Regions from separate parts of the Mus musculus genome. Here regions 1, 2 and 3 are each linked to region 4. The links are chromatin contacts, called in public ChIA-PET and HiChIP or PLAC-seq maps. All regions are on one chromosome and are shown on one strand. The core of a region is the stretch at or near the end of the contact, and the rest is flanking DNA. Distances in the headings are between cores, read along the strand shown.

Region 1 (2,700 bases), core at 20-2,519, 200 kb after region 4:
CAATGCCCAAGGAGCCATGGGGACATCTCTGGGAACATCCAGCCCACACCCCTCCCCCGCATTGAGGGACACGGAGGCCAAGGGGTCATCCATGTGAAGTCTCTGTGTGGGGAAGTACCCTTGTCATGGCCCTGCCCTCCCCAGTGCACTCCCTATTACACAATCCCAGGCTTATTCCAGATTTATTCCAGCGCTGAGACCCTGTCCCTGTGAGCCAGCATGCCAGCAGCCACCGCCGTCTGGTTTTCTCTTTCCCCGCTGTTCACCAGCTTGGACGTGATGAGTGGCCTTCTATGCTAGGCTTCTGGCCCAGAGCATTGTGCTGCTCACCCACAGCGGAGCCTATCTTTGTTTATTTTCAAAATTCTTTTCAGTCTAAGGAAGTTTCACAGAAGCATTGCTCTGGAGACTGGTTAGCAGAGTCTCTGGCGCTAAGGTGTCCACTGACATCAGGTCTGTCTCTTGTCCAGGCCTGGTGCAGAGGCCTGCCTATTACAGGACGACACTCCTAGGACTGAGGAGCCACCTGGATGGCTGCCTATTCTCTCTCGACATGGACAGTGGCTGAGCGAGTCAGACCTGGGGCCTTGAGCACACGCTCCCTGGAACTGGGCTTTGGAGAAGTCTCTCTCAGACAGTGTCATCCAGGGCTACAGGAGGGAAGTAGCCCCTGGAGTTCCAGACGAGACAGGTGCCAGTGGCTCACTTACAGCCCCTGTCACATTTCCTGGCCTGCCAGAGACAGAGGCTGCTGGGTCAAGACCCCCCTATATCCCGGCCATCCTTTCCTGTGCCTGGGCTGCCTCTGTGAGGGCATGTCCTGGCTTACAGAGATGCTTGTCCCTCAGCAGGAATGAGCAGTGCATGGAGCCCTGTGACCATAGGGCCCTGCCACACTCTCTGCTGTGTGTCATTCCTCAGCCTAGGTCACAGTTGGCTGGAGTGTCTAAAGTTCCCCTCTGACGCGGAGATGTCAGGGTGTTGGGTGTGCCCTCATACCTGAGTGCACCTTGCTTTGTATCTGCCCCTCCCCACCACTGCTCAGCAAGGGACTGGGTGACAGCTGCCCTGGCTCCTGCCCCAGACTGTCCTGCCTCCACCCAAGCCTCAATGGCTGCCATTCACAGGGGAGGGTGGGCGTCAGGGCATGCAGACAATGGCCTTTGTTGCCCAGGACCAGGCCACCACCTCCTCTAACAGACTGGGTCCTGCCTGGGTCCCTCTGGGAGCCTCTCTCCCTATTTGCATAGTGACATTTAGGTCAAAGGTCAAGAAAGCAACAGCACCGGGATGTCTCCACTTGGTACAACCCCTTTTCCTTCCTCCCTGAGCGGCACAGCTCTGCCTGACTTCGGTTTTTCTTGTGTGCTAAGGCAGGGTGCTCAGCACAACAGTGTTTGGGGGACTGTTAAATCATGGGATGGCCAGGGTGAGGCACCCTGGGGTGGCTGGCTCGGCAAGAGGGTTAGGTCCTTTGAAACGATGAGATGACGGTGGAAGCTAGGTAGGGCACTCCTAGATGCAGATAACCCCATTTCCTGTCTTCCTGTCAAGCCTCCAAGGGTTCTATAGTGGCCTTGGATCTGCCCATGTGACAGGCTCCTATGAGAGTCACTTGTAAGATCAGCCAGGCTGTTCACAAGTACCAGGCTTCTTCTGAGCCCCATGTCCCAGACAGTCTGAGTGCAGTAGGGAGGTCTGGTGGCCTTGCTGGACCCCAGGAACTGTCTTGACTCCTTTAGCTTCACTTCAGCCCTGACCCTTTGGAAGATGGCAGAACTGAAGCCCAGAGAGAGGTGGCAGCGACGGTCCCCTGCCACCTTGTCCATGAGAACAGCTCGTGAGGTCTAGCTAGTGAGCTTCCTGGCGGCTGTTGTGTGACTCTGTGAACAGTATCTTCAGGAGACCAATTGCTTATGTACAAGATGGGGACACAGCTCAGAACCCCAGTTCCTGGAGCCATGGCCTGGAGCTGGCTCGCAGCACCCTCTCCCCACCAGGCTGTGTTCTGCTGGTTATTGGGCAATCGAAGAAGTAAACAAGAAGGGATGTGGGACACTCATACTGAAGGGTTCCTATGTATGACCAGAACACCAGGGAGTCTTGAAGCCAGAGCATTGCATACTGAGGACACATGCTATGGAGTCCCAAGGAAACCAGCACCTGGGAGGTGTTAGCTTGCACCAGGGCTAAGGTATCAGGTATTCTCCTGAAGGGAGACCCTACCTGACCCCACCTCAAGTCAGGGAGCCCCAACTGGACTAGAGCAGAGAACTAGAGCATCCATCACTGGATTCGGGAAGTCTTCCTGTGTGGCTTCTCAGAGAGAAAAGACCTCCCAAGGAGACACACAGGGTGAATAGATCTGTTCCCAGAGCCAAGCCGGGAAGTAGCAAGAAGGGCTGAGTGGTCACCTGCTGCCCACATGCTCCTGGGATCCCAGGTTCCTAAAGATGGAAAGCAACACTTCCAGGGTGCAGGTAGAGTGCAGGCCAAACATGCCAAGGAGGCCCTGCAGTTGCATGGGACTCACAAACATGGATCTCAGCCCCTGTCATCCACACAGCCCCTCTGTCTTACCTGGAGCTGGCAGGTCCCTGTGAGGTGGTAAGATGCTGGCCAATCAGAATCCGAACCTATACACACTGAAGCCTGCTCTTGGCCCCACTTACGGGTGCAGAAGAGACCCAGGGAGCTTCA
Region 2 (2,700 bases), core at 157-2,656, 180 kb after region 4:
AAATGACAGAATCTCACTCTGTAGCTGGCCTGGTACTTACAGTCTTCCTTTCTCAACCTTATGAGTACTTGGGATGACTGGCATCACTACCGAGCCTGCCTGCTATTTGGTGTGTTTTAATAATCTGCTACTGTTGTGCATGGGGGCACATTTGCCAGGCTCAGCGGAGGATTGACAGTGTGAGAGCCCCCCCTTCCCCTGGTTTTGGCTTCTCACCCCAGAGGCCGCCAGTGACCAGTGCTTTGTGCTTCCTTTGGAAAATGTCTGTCTGTATGCTCATGCGTGTCTTTAACCCACATATAGGGACTGCTTTGTCTTTCCTGTATTCTGCCATGGTCTCTAGAGTATGTGGACCTTGCTCGCTGTCTCTGCATGGACACACTTAGATCATTCTTTCTTTCCCCTTCTATTTCCTGTTTCTTTTTATCTTTCTTCTTTGTCCCCTTTTTAGGTTGTGAAAGACAGGGGTCTCATGTAGCCCAGGCTGGCTCTACCTCACTATGTAGCTAAGGATGACCTTGAACCTTGATCTTCCTGCCTCCACCTCAGAGTGCCGACCTTACATCTACATCACCACACCCTACTTCTTTTTCTCTTTCAGTTTTAAGACACAGTCTCTCTTTATAACCCAGAACAATCTCACACTCACAATCCTCCTGCCTCAGCCTCCTGAGTACAAAGATGGCCAGCCTCGGGTTACTTTCAGTCCTATCTCTCTGTAATGATTGGGTCCCCCAAGCTGCTTCTCAGTGTGACATTTGTGCTTCTGGGAACTCACTGTTGACCTACATTCTTGGAGGTGGAGGTGGAAGGTCCGAGGCTAGGCAGCTTGGCAGCTCGGGAGAGTCTTGCCGGATCCCGCCATAGAGGACTCCAGCGAAAGTAGAAGAGGTTGCGCCACATCCCAGCTGGTGCACCTGTGTGGACCTAGTGGTGTATGCTTTTCCTGGGGAAGTTGGGTCCTCATCTTGAGCTGAAGGTTCTGAGAGAGCTTTGCTCTCTCTCTCTCTCTCTGTCTCTGTCTCTGTCTCTGTCTCTGTCTCTCTCTCTCTCTCTCTCTCTCTCTCTCTCTCAAACTCACTCTATAGACCAGGCTGGCCTTAAATTTTGAAATCTGCCTGCCTCTGCCTCTCAAGTGCTGGGATTAAAGGCGTGCGCTACCACTGCCCGGTGGCTGAGAGAGTTTTTCTATCCTCAGCTTGCTCTTTGCTCTTTGCTCTTAGCGGCCCTGCCATCTTCATTGCTTTTACCCTCTTGGGGTTTTTTGACCTGTTCAGGAAACTCGCCCAACCAAGAAGCAGGCTCATAGAAAATAGATTTTCACAAGTGTCTTGGTTTTACTCATGGTGGTTTTTGACATGGAAATTTTTTTTTGTCATGGCTTAGTCAAACTGATCAGCCTTTCTTGTGGTTTACAGCATACTCAGACAGACTCAGAGAGCGACTGCTTGTCACCTAGTGCATATGCGTGTACAGGTGCAAGCGTGTGCAGAGGTCAGAGGACAGCCTTGGGTGTCGCACCTTCCCAGGCACCTTCTGCTCTTTGTAATAGAGCCTCTTGTTGGCTTGTAACTTTGCCAATAGGCTAAGCAAACTGGCCACTGATCTTGCACGTGTCTCTCTGCTTTCTATCTTGACATTGCTGGGTTACCAGGGAATGTCTCGGCATCAGCTTTTTACATGGGGTCAAGCTATCACATTTATGAGACAAGAACTTTAACAGCTGAATCACCTCACCTTGAGAGTTGAGGTTTTGTTTTGTTGTTTTATTTCAGTATCAGTTATGGATTCTGGAGTCTAATATCACTAGCCCCTCACTGGGGGATTCTAGGCAGGGGCTCTACCACTGAGCCACACCCCAGCCCCTCACTGGGGGATTCTAGGCAGGGGCTCTACCACTGAGCCACACCCCCAGCCCCTCACTGGGGGATTCTAGGCAGGGACTCTACCACTGAGCCACGCCCCCAGCTCTCACTGGAGGATTCTAGGCAGGGGCTTTACCACTGAGCCACACCCCAGCCCCTCCCTGGGGGATTCTAGGCAGGGGCTCTGCTGCTGAGCTCCATCTCCAACCCCTGAAGGTTGTTTTTAATTTTTAATTTAATAAACAGCAAGCACCTTTCTTCACTGAGCTATCTTGCAGGTATATGAGTTGCTTTTAAAATGTTACTACAGTTATATACTTGTGGGTTTGTGTGTGCATATGTGTATGTGTGAGGGTACACATGCGCATGGCATGTGTGGAGGTCAGAGGACAACATCCAGGAGTTGATCCTCTCTTGTGTAGGTTCCAAGGATCTAATTCAGGTTTTTGGGCTTGGTGACACTGAGCTACATCATTGACCCCTGAATTTAATGCATTTTATTATTGTGTGTGTAAATCCCTGTATGGTATGTGGATAAGTGCAAGCTCACACATGCCATACTGAACTTGTGGTCATCAGAAGATAACTTTCAAGACTTAGCTCACTTCTTCTACCACAGGACCAGGAATTGAACTTGGATCATTTGGTTGGTGTGGAAGGTATTTTAACCTGCTGGGCCACATCACTGGCCCTTCTGGGCCTTTTCTTTAGGGCACTCCTTTTATATCCTATTCTTCCCTGCTTACTGGGAGCCCATCCTGAGACAGGATGGATCTAGGAGTTCCATCCCAAGGGCAACATTCTGGGTCAGATGACCTTGCAGTGGCCTAAAGGG
Region 3 (2,700 bases), core at 158-2,657, 160 kb after region 4:
ACCATTAGTCTATTTTTGTCTTGATTCTGTATTTTTGTTGCTTGTTTGTTTGTTTGTTTTTAAAGACTGGGTCTCGTATAGTCCAGGTTGTTCTCCTCATACTAGATGTGTAGCTGAGGATGGCCTTGAACAGCGGATCCTCCTGCCTCGACCTCCTGGGCACTGAGAGTAGAGGCATCCGTCAGTACTCCTAGGTTCTGTGGTGCCGAGGACACAATACGCAGCTCGGTGAATGCTGGGTAAGCTCTCTATCCATTGAACCACTTCCCCAGCCCCCAGCAGTCTGCATTTTGCTTCATTCTCCAAGCTCCTGCTGTGTGCCAGGTCTGGAGCCAGGCTCCAGTAGGCTTCAGGAGAAAAACATTAGATCCGTTAAACAACAAGCCTACAGCGCCACCGGCCTCAAGACCTCCAAAATGTGCATTGGGGCAGGTTGCATGTTCTGTCTCCTGATCCCAAAACAAGTTCTGCAATGGCATGACAGCCAGGTCAGGAGGGACAGATGCCCCTGGCAAGACAACAGCCTCAGCAGAGGGCCACCAGGTGGAGTCGGCCAGGATTGCAAACGTTCATGACATCAAAGTAGACACTCAGAAAGACAATGTGCAGTAAAGCAGCATGACATACGTGGTGGGACAAAACGGACCCTTCCTCCCCAGGAAGCAAGAGAGAGCATAACGAAGAGGCTAGGGTCCCAACAACCTAACTTCCTCCCAGTAGCCCTGACCACACTATAGCATCACCGTGGGGACTGTGCCCTTAACCCAGGGGCCTTTGCGGGGCAGGGAACACTGTGGGGCCAAATCATAGAGCAACCAACACCCTGGCTGTGACATATTAGCAGGAGTAGACTCTCAGGAGGCTTTGGAGATGGCTTTCATTTCTCAGTTGGGTGTGGCCATTGGCTTCTAAATGGCTACTATTGCGTTTATAATGGAGAAAATGGAATTTGAAAAGAAATGCTAGGGCCAGTTAAAGAAGCAGACACCCGGCTCTGGGAGGGAGCGGGCCAGAGATCAGGAAGGGTGTGGCCAGTTCTTGTCCTATCTCTTGGAGATGAGACTATAGACTTGGACACGTGTGAGGGTGGAGCCCTTCGATCCTTTTAGTACTGGAATTTGTCATTCATAGGTAGGGCTAGCCTGAGCTGCCCGCGACCTCAGCTTCAACCCAACAGGCACGCTTGCGTGTTGGGTGGCCCATCCTTCCGCAGCGCGGGTTCCCTGCGACCCCGCCCCAGGTGGACCCGTTGAGGCCGGGCTCTCCAAGAGGCCGCTCCCTGTCCGCGCCGCTGGGGGCCGCCCGCGGGCCGCGCCGTCCCGGGCGCGCCGTGCGTTACTCCCCGGTCCCCGCGCGCGCAGCTCCGCTCAGGGCGGCCCCGCGCGGCGACACGATCGGGGCCGGCGCGCGGGCTGAGCGGTGGCGATGGCGCAAGGCGGGCGGCGGGCGCGCGGCGCGGGGCCCTAGCGGGGCGGGCGTGCTCGGGACGGCGCGGTGGCCGCGCAGCCATGGCCGGGGAGCGGCGCCGGGCGCTGCTGGAGCTACTGACGCGGCCGGGGAACACGCGCTGCGCTGACTGCGGAGCCCCGGGTAGGTGCGGGACGGGCGGAGGCGCGGGGTGCGGCCGGGTGGACAGGACTGCGTGGGGGGCGCGGGGGATGGGGACGCGCCACGCGCTGGGTCCTGGCTGGGTTGGGGCGCGGCCCGGGTGCACCTGCCGGCGTCAGGGACTGGCAGTGGTGAGGCGCAGCATCCGGAGGGCACCTCGCGGGCTCCGTGCGACCTGTGCCGCCGACTCCCCTCCCCCGCCGGGCTGCGTGTCACGCTGTCACCCGCAGCCGCCTCCCCTCCCCAGCCTTGCGAAACCTTGGCGTCTCGGGGTATTAAAAAAAAAGAGGAAATCAGCAGGGGCGGTTGGCTTGCAAGGAAAGCGGCCAGTGAGCCCAGGGTGTCTGCCAGGGAGTATGGGGTCCACCTGGTTCCCAGCTACCTGGAGATGACGTCATGGCATCCCTGCCTGGGGCCACCGTCTTGTACAGACTCAAGGCTGGGGGAGGATGCAGAGCCTTGGGTGGCCCTGTGAGGACATTCTGGCCATGTGCCTTTGGCTCTCTCTACCTAGCTTCTCTGGGATCAGGACAGTCGGGGACAGGTGGGAGTCATAGACGCATATGTCAGACATCTTCCAGACTTTGTCCCTTGGTTGCTCCAGGTTTGGAAGGATTTGTAGGGGCCAGAACACAGGGGCTCAGGATTGGCTATGGAAAAAGGGCCGGGTTCTCTGACCAGCTGGCAGGCTCTGAGAGCTGGCCCTCCCAGGCCGATCCTATCTGGGTATGCAGGTGGGGACAGGGCATTTCAGGGATATCAGGGGGCCCTAGCATGAACCCCTCAGAACATACCAGGAATCAATTCCTTGGGGACTTAACTCTATCTCCCTGAGATGCAGGCGGAAAGCCTGCAGTCTGTAAATAGGACCTCCTTCCCATCTCTCCCCCACATCCCCGCCTCTGGGCTGAAGAGTGCCAGCCTGAGGCTGAGAATCTGCTAGCCAATAGTAAGTGCATGCCACCCCAGGGGCCCTGGTGTCCCTGGGAGGAGACATTGACCAAGCTTCAGTGGGAAGTAGGCAAGATGAAGTAGCCCTTTCCTGGTCTCTTGGGGCACCGCAGGGCCCTGACGGTGGTGCAGCGGGGTGGT
Region 4 (2,700 bases), core at 164-2,663:
GAAGACAACTACAGTGTACTCATGTAAATAAATCTTTTTTAAAAAACAAAGCAAAAAGTAATGTTGGCCAAGCTGGACAAGAACTAGGAGAGCCACCTGCCTCTGCTTCCCACATGCTGCGATTATAGGTGTACACATCCAACTGGCCTGATTTTTACTTTCTTATAGCACCTAGGATAATCAGCCTAGGGGTGGTACTACTCGCAAGGAGCTCAGCCCTTCCATATTAATGACTAACTTAAAAGTACTTCCTAGGCCAATCTTATAGAGGTTATTTCCTGAACTGTGGTCTCCTCTTCTCAGTTTATGTCAGATTGAGAAATAAATAAATAATTAATTAAAAACATAAATAATCAGGACAGAGCAGTAGTATTCTGGGTCTATTAGCCTAGCCCACAGATCTTTGGTATTCTCGAGCTTGGGTCAGCAACACTTGAACATCTTTCTTTCTTTTTTTTTTTTTTTTTTGGTTTTTTTCGAGACAGGGTTTCTCTGTGTAGCCCTGGCTGTCCTGGAACTCACTTTGTAGACCAGGCTGGCCTCAAACTCAGAAATCCGCCTGCCTCTGCCTCCCGAGTGCTGGGATTAAAGGCATGCGCCACCACCGCCCGGCTTGAACATCTTTCTTTCTTTCTTTCTTCTTCTTCTTTTTTTTCTTTTTTTTTTTTTAAGATTTATTTATTTATTTATTTATTTAAAGTACACTGTAGCTGTCCTCAGACACTCCAGAAGACGGAGTCAGATCTCATTACGGATGGTTGTGAGCCACCATGTGGTTGCTGGGATTTGAACTCCTGACCTTCGGAAGAGCAGTCGGGTGCTCTTACCCACCGAGCCATCTCACCAGCCCTGAACATCTTTCTTAAATCACATGCATAGTCCGTGCTCCAGCAACTCTGGTAACAGAGATACAGGCATTTTGGGTATCATCTTGTAATTCTTCTGTAGACTGGACCTCACTTTTCCAAGGCATGTTTGTTCAGATGACCTGTCCCTGGCGTTCTGCCTCCCCGAGTCCTGGGATCCTTACAGCTTCACAAATGGGCCATCAATCTGTGCATACCGCGATCCCAGCCCTCAGGGAACTCCTACTGAGACACAGGATTCTCACGTCCGGCCGGGTCCTGTCTCAGGCTCTCAGGTACAGGCAAGCCTGTCACCTCACCCAGAGCTGCCTCACCACGACTCAGCCTAAGCTAGAGATGTTGCCTGACTGTTCTAGAAAATAGGCGGGGGGATAGGGAGGGACGAAAAGGCCGTAGAACTGCTGGATTGGTGACATGTAAGTGACGTCATCACGGCGCCCAGCCCTCTGGGGGTCATAACACGAAGGAATTGGCTGGCCTTCGATGACATTTTGGGCGCGCTGGCGGGCCGACTCTAGATGTTAGGGGATTGGTTGGTGTTGGTGTGGCGTCATCAGAGCGCGCCGGGAACGCCCAGGATGTATGACTCTGGATCTGTCGGCTGGGGATAAATGGCCCAGGCTGCTGCAGGGGCAATGCTACGCTTTCCGGCCTTGAGAGAAGTCGGGCGCTTCGCGGCGATTGGAGCTGCAGTTTCTACTGCGGTGTCACCGGGATAACCACAAAGGGCACCGCTTGTCTGTCTCCGCCTCTGACTACCCGTGAGTGCCAGGTACCGGTGTGGTTGCGGGCCGCTGGGGCCCGGGGAGCTGGTGAACTAGGGGCTGGCGTCTCCGCGCTGTGATTTCTCGTGGCCTGGCCATCAAGGAGTTACTGTCTCAGCACAGTGACATCTCACATCCCCAGGTCAACTGCCCTGAGCCATTGTCGCGGCAGCCAGGCATAGTGGTTGTTGCAGGCCTGTAGTCTCAGCGCTGGGGAGTTGAGTTATTAGATCACAAGCTCCAGGCTAACCTGAGCTAAGTAGTGAGACACACTTTCATGAAACAGTCTACTAGCAGGGCATGGTGGCTCGTGCCTTTAATCCCTGCACTCCAGAGGCAGAGACAGGCGGATCTCCGAGTTGATAGCCAAAGTGATCTACAAAACGGGTTAAGGGACAGCCAGCACTACAAAATAGCGTCTGTCCTAGGCCCCCGGCCCCCTGTTTAAAAAAGGGGGGGGGGAGAAAAGAAACAGTCGGTGGTCATTTGGTAATACGTCACGTGCTGCTTGCTTTGAACAAAAACATTTCATAATGCGGATTCTGTTGTGCACGACTTAAAAGGTTTCCTCCCCGACAGGAATGAGATCCACCCTAACCACTAAATGCAGTAGGAAAGGAAGGGGGAAGGGTGGGAAGTGAATTGGCTTAGAGGTGTTAGAGGTGACGTTTGAGGAAGTGACACTGTAGACTGGTCCTTGACAAGTCAAATAGATGTCTTCTGAAGCCTGAGAGTTCTCAACAAGGAGTAGATAAGAAGTTCCCAGCAGAGAAAGTAATAGAAAGATGTGAAAAGCTCTTTGGGGACTTGACCTGTGGAAAGTGCAAGAGTTTCGAGTCATTTGATAGGTGACAGGACTTGGAGGAGACTTTGCTTCAAGCCTGGTCTCCGGGATGCCAGCCTCTCTGCTTGTCTGTTTCTTGTGGTTAATTAAAGTGCCGCTTGCCTTGATCGGCCCTGGCCTGATGTCATTATGGCGTGTGCACAAAGTAAAACTGAAGGCATGAGGGAGGGAGAGGCAAGGGACAGCCTACTCTGGGGAGCATAGTCAACTGATGCCACTTAGCACC

The links. ChIA-PET counts read pairs in DNA pulled down with a chosen protein or histone mark. HiChIP or PLAC-seq counts read pairs in DNA pulled down with a chosen protein or histone mark.
Region 1: a FOXA1 HiChIP or PLAC-seq map of pancreatic cancer cells shows a contact between it and region 4. The contact joins the enhancer-like site here to the promoter of Zfand2a in region 4. A contact is called at or near these places in 13 of 484 Hi-C or Micro-C datasets (B cells, ECoMG-derived neutrophils, the G1E-ER4 cell line and 9 more), 4 of 115 datasets of contacts at active chromatin or transcription factors (bone marrow-derived macrophages, embryonic stem cells, large pre-B cells and 1 more) and 3 of 9 other capture datasets (adipose tissue, embryonic stem cells and liver).
Region 2: a contact with region 4 is called in an RNA polymerase II ChIA-PET map of effector CD8 T cells, with 44 read pairs. The contact joins the enhancer-like site here to the promoter of Zfand2a in region 4. A contact is called at or near these places in 6 of 115 datasets of contacts at active chromatin or transcription factors (the SCID.adh cell line, bone marrow-derived macrophages, effector CD8 T cells and 3 more) and 3 of 9 other capture datasets (adipose tissue, liver and pancreatic islet).
Region 3: an HNF4G HiChIP or PLAC-seq map of pancreatic cancer cells shows a contact between it and region 4. The contact joins the promoter of Adap1 here to the promoter of Zfand2a in region 4. A contact is called at or near these places in 4 of 39 promoter capture datasets (the C10 cell line, cranial neural crest, liver and 1 more), 7 of 484 Hi-C or Micro-C datasets (ECoMG myeloid progenitors, the G1E-ER4 cell line, the HL-1 cell line and 4 more), 16 of 115 datasets of contacts at active chromatin or transcription factors (the 230-238 cell line, the HPC-7 cell line, bone marrow-derived macrophages and 11 more) and 3 of 9 other capture datasets (adipose tissue, liver and pancreatic islet).

Annotation. Positions count from the first base shown.
Region 1 is chr5:139,284,165-139,286,864 of GRCm38.p6, reverse strand. The region is part of intron 4 of Adap1 (ArfGAP with dual PH domains 1); the gene reads left to right. Among named protein-coding and RNA genes, the nearest start is that of Get4, 33 kb to the right of the region's middle. Within about 2 kb of position 1,269, at least 73 of the 459 cell types and tissues checked have an H3K27ac peak or open chromatin away from gene starts, as enhancers often do. A contact at or near this core is called in B cells, adipose tissue, cerebral cortex and 2 more, where this site is marked.
Region 2 is chr5:139,302,472-139,305,171 of GRCm38.p6, reverse strand. All of the region lies in intron 2 of Adap1 (ArfGAP with dual PH domains 1), which reads left to right. Among named protein-coding and RNA genes, the nearest start is that of Adap1, 22 kb to the left of the region's middle. Within about 2 kb of position 1,406, at least 64 of the 459 cell types and tissues checked have an H3K27ac peak or open chromatin away from gene starts, as enhancers often do. A contact at or near this core is called in the SCID.adh cell line, effector CD8 T cells and memory CD8 T cells, where this site is marked.
Region 3 is chr5:139,324,171-139,326,870 of GRCm38.p6, reverse strand. Adap1 (ArfGAP with dual PH domains 1) reads left to right here and starts at 1,407. Exons shown (of 11, transcript NM_172723.4): 1 at 1,407-1,590. The coding sequence starts at 1,509.
Region 4 is chr5:139,483,204-139,485,903 of GRCm38.p6, reverse strand. It overlaps Zfand2a (zinc finger, AN1-type domain 2A), which reads left to right and starts at 1,413. Exons shown (of 7, transcript NM_001159908.1): 1 at 1,413-1,627.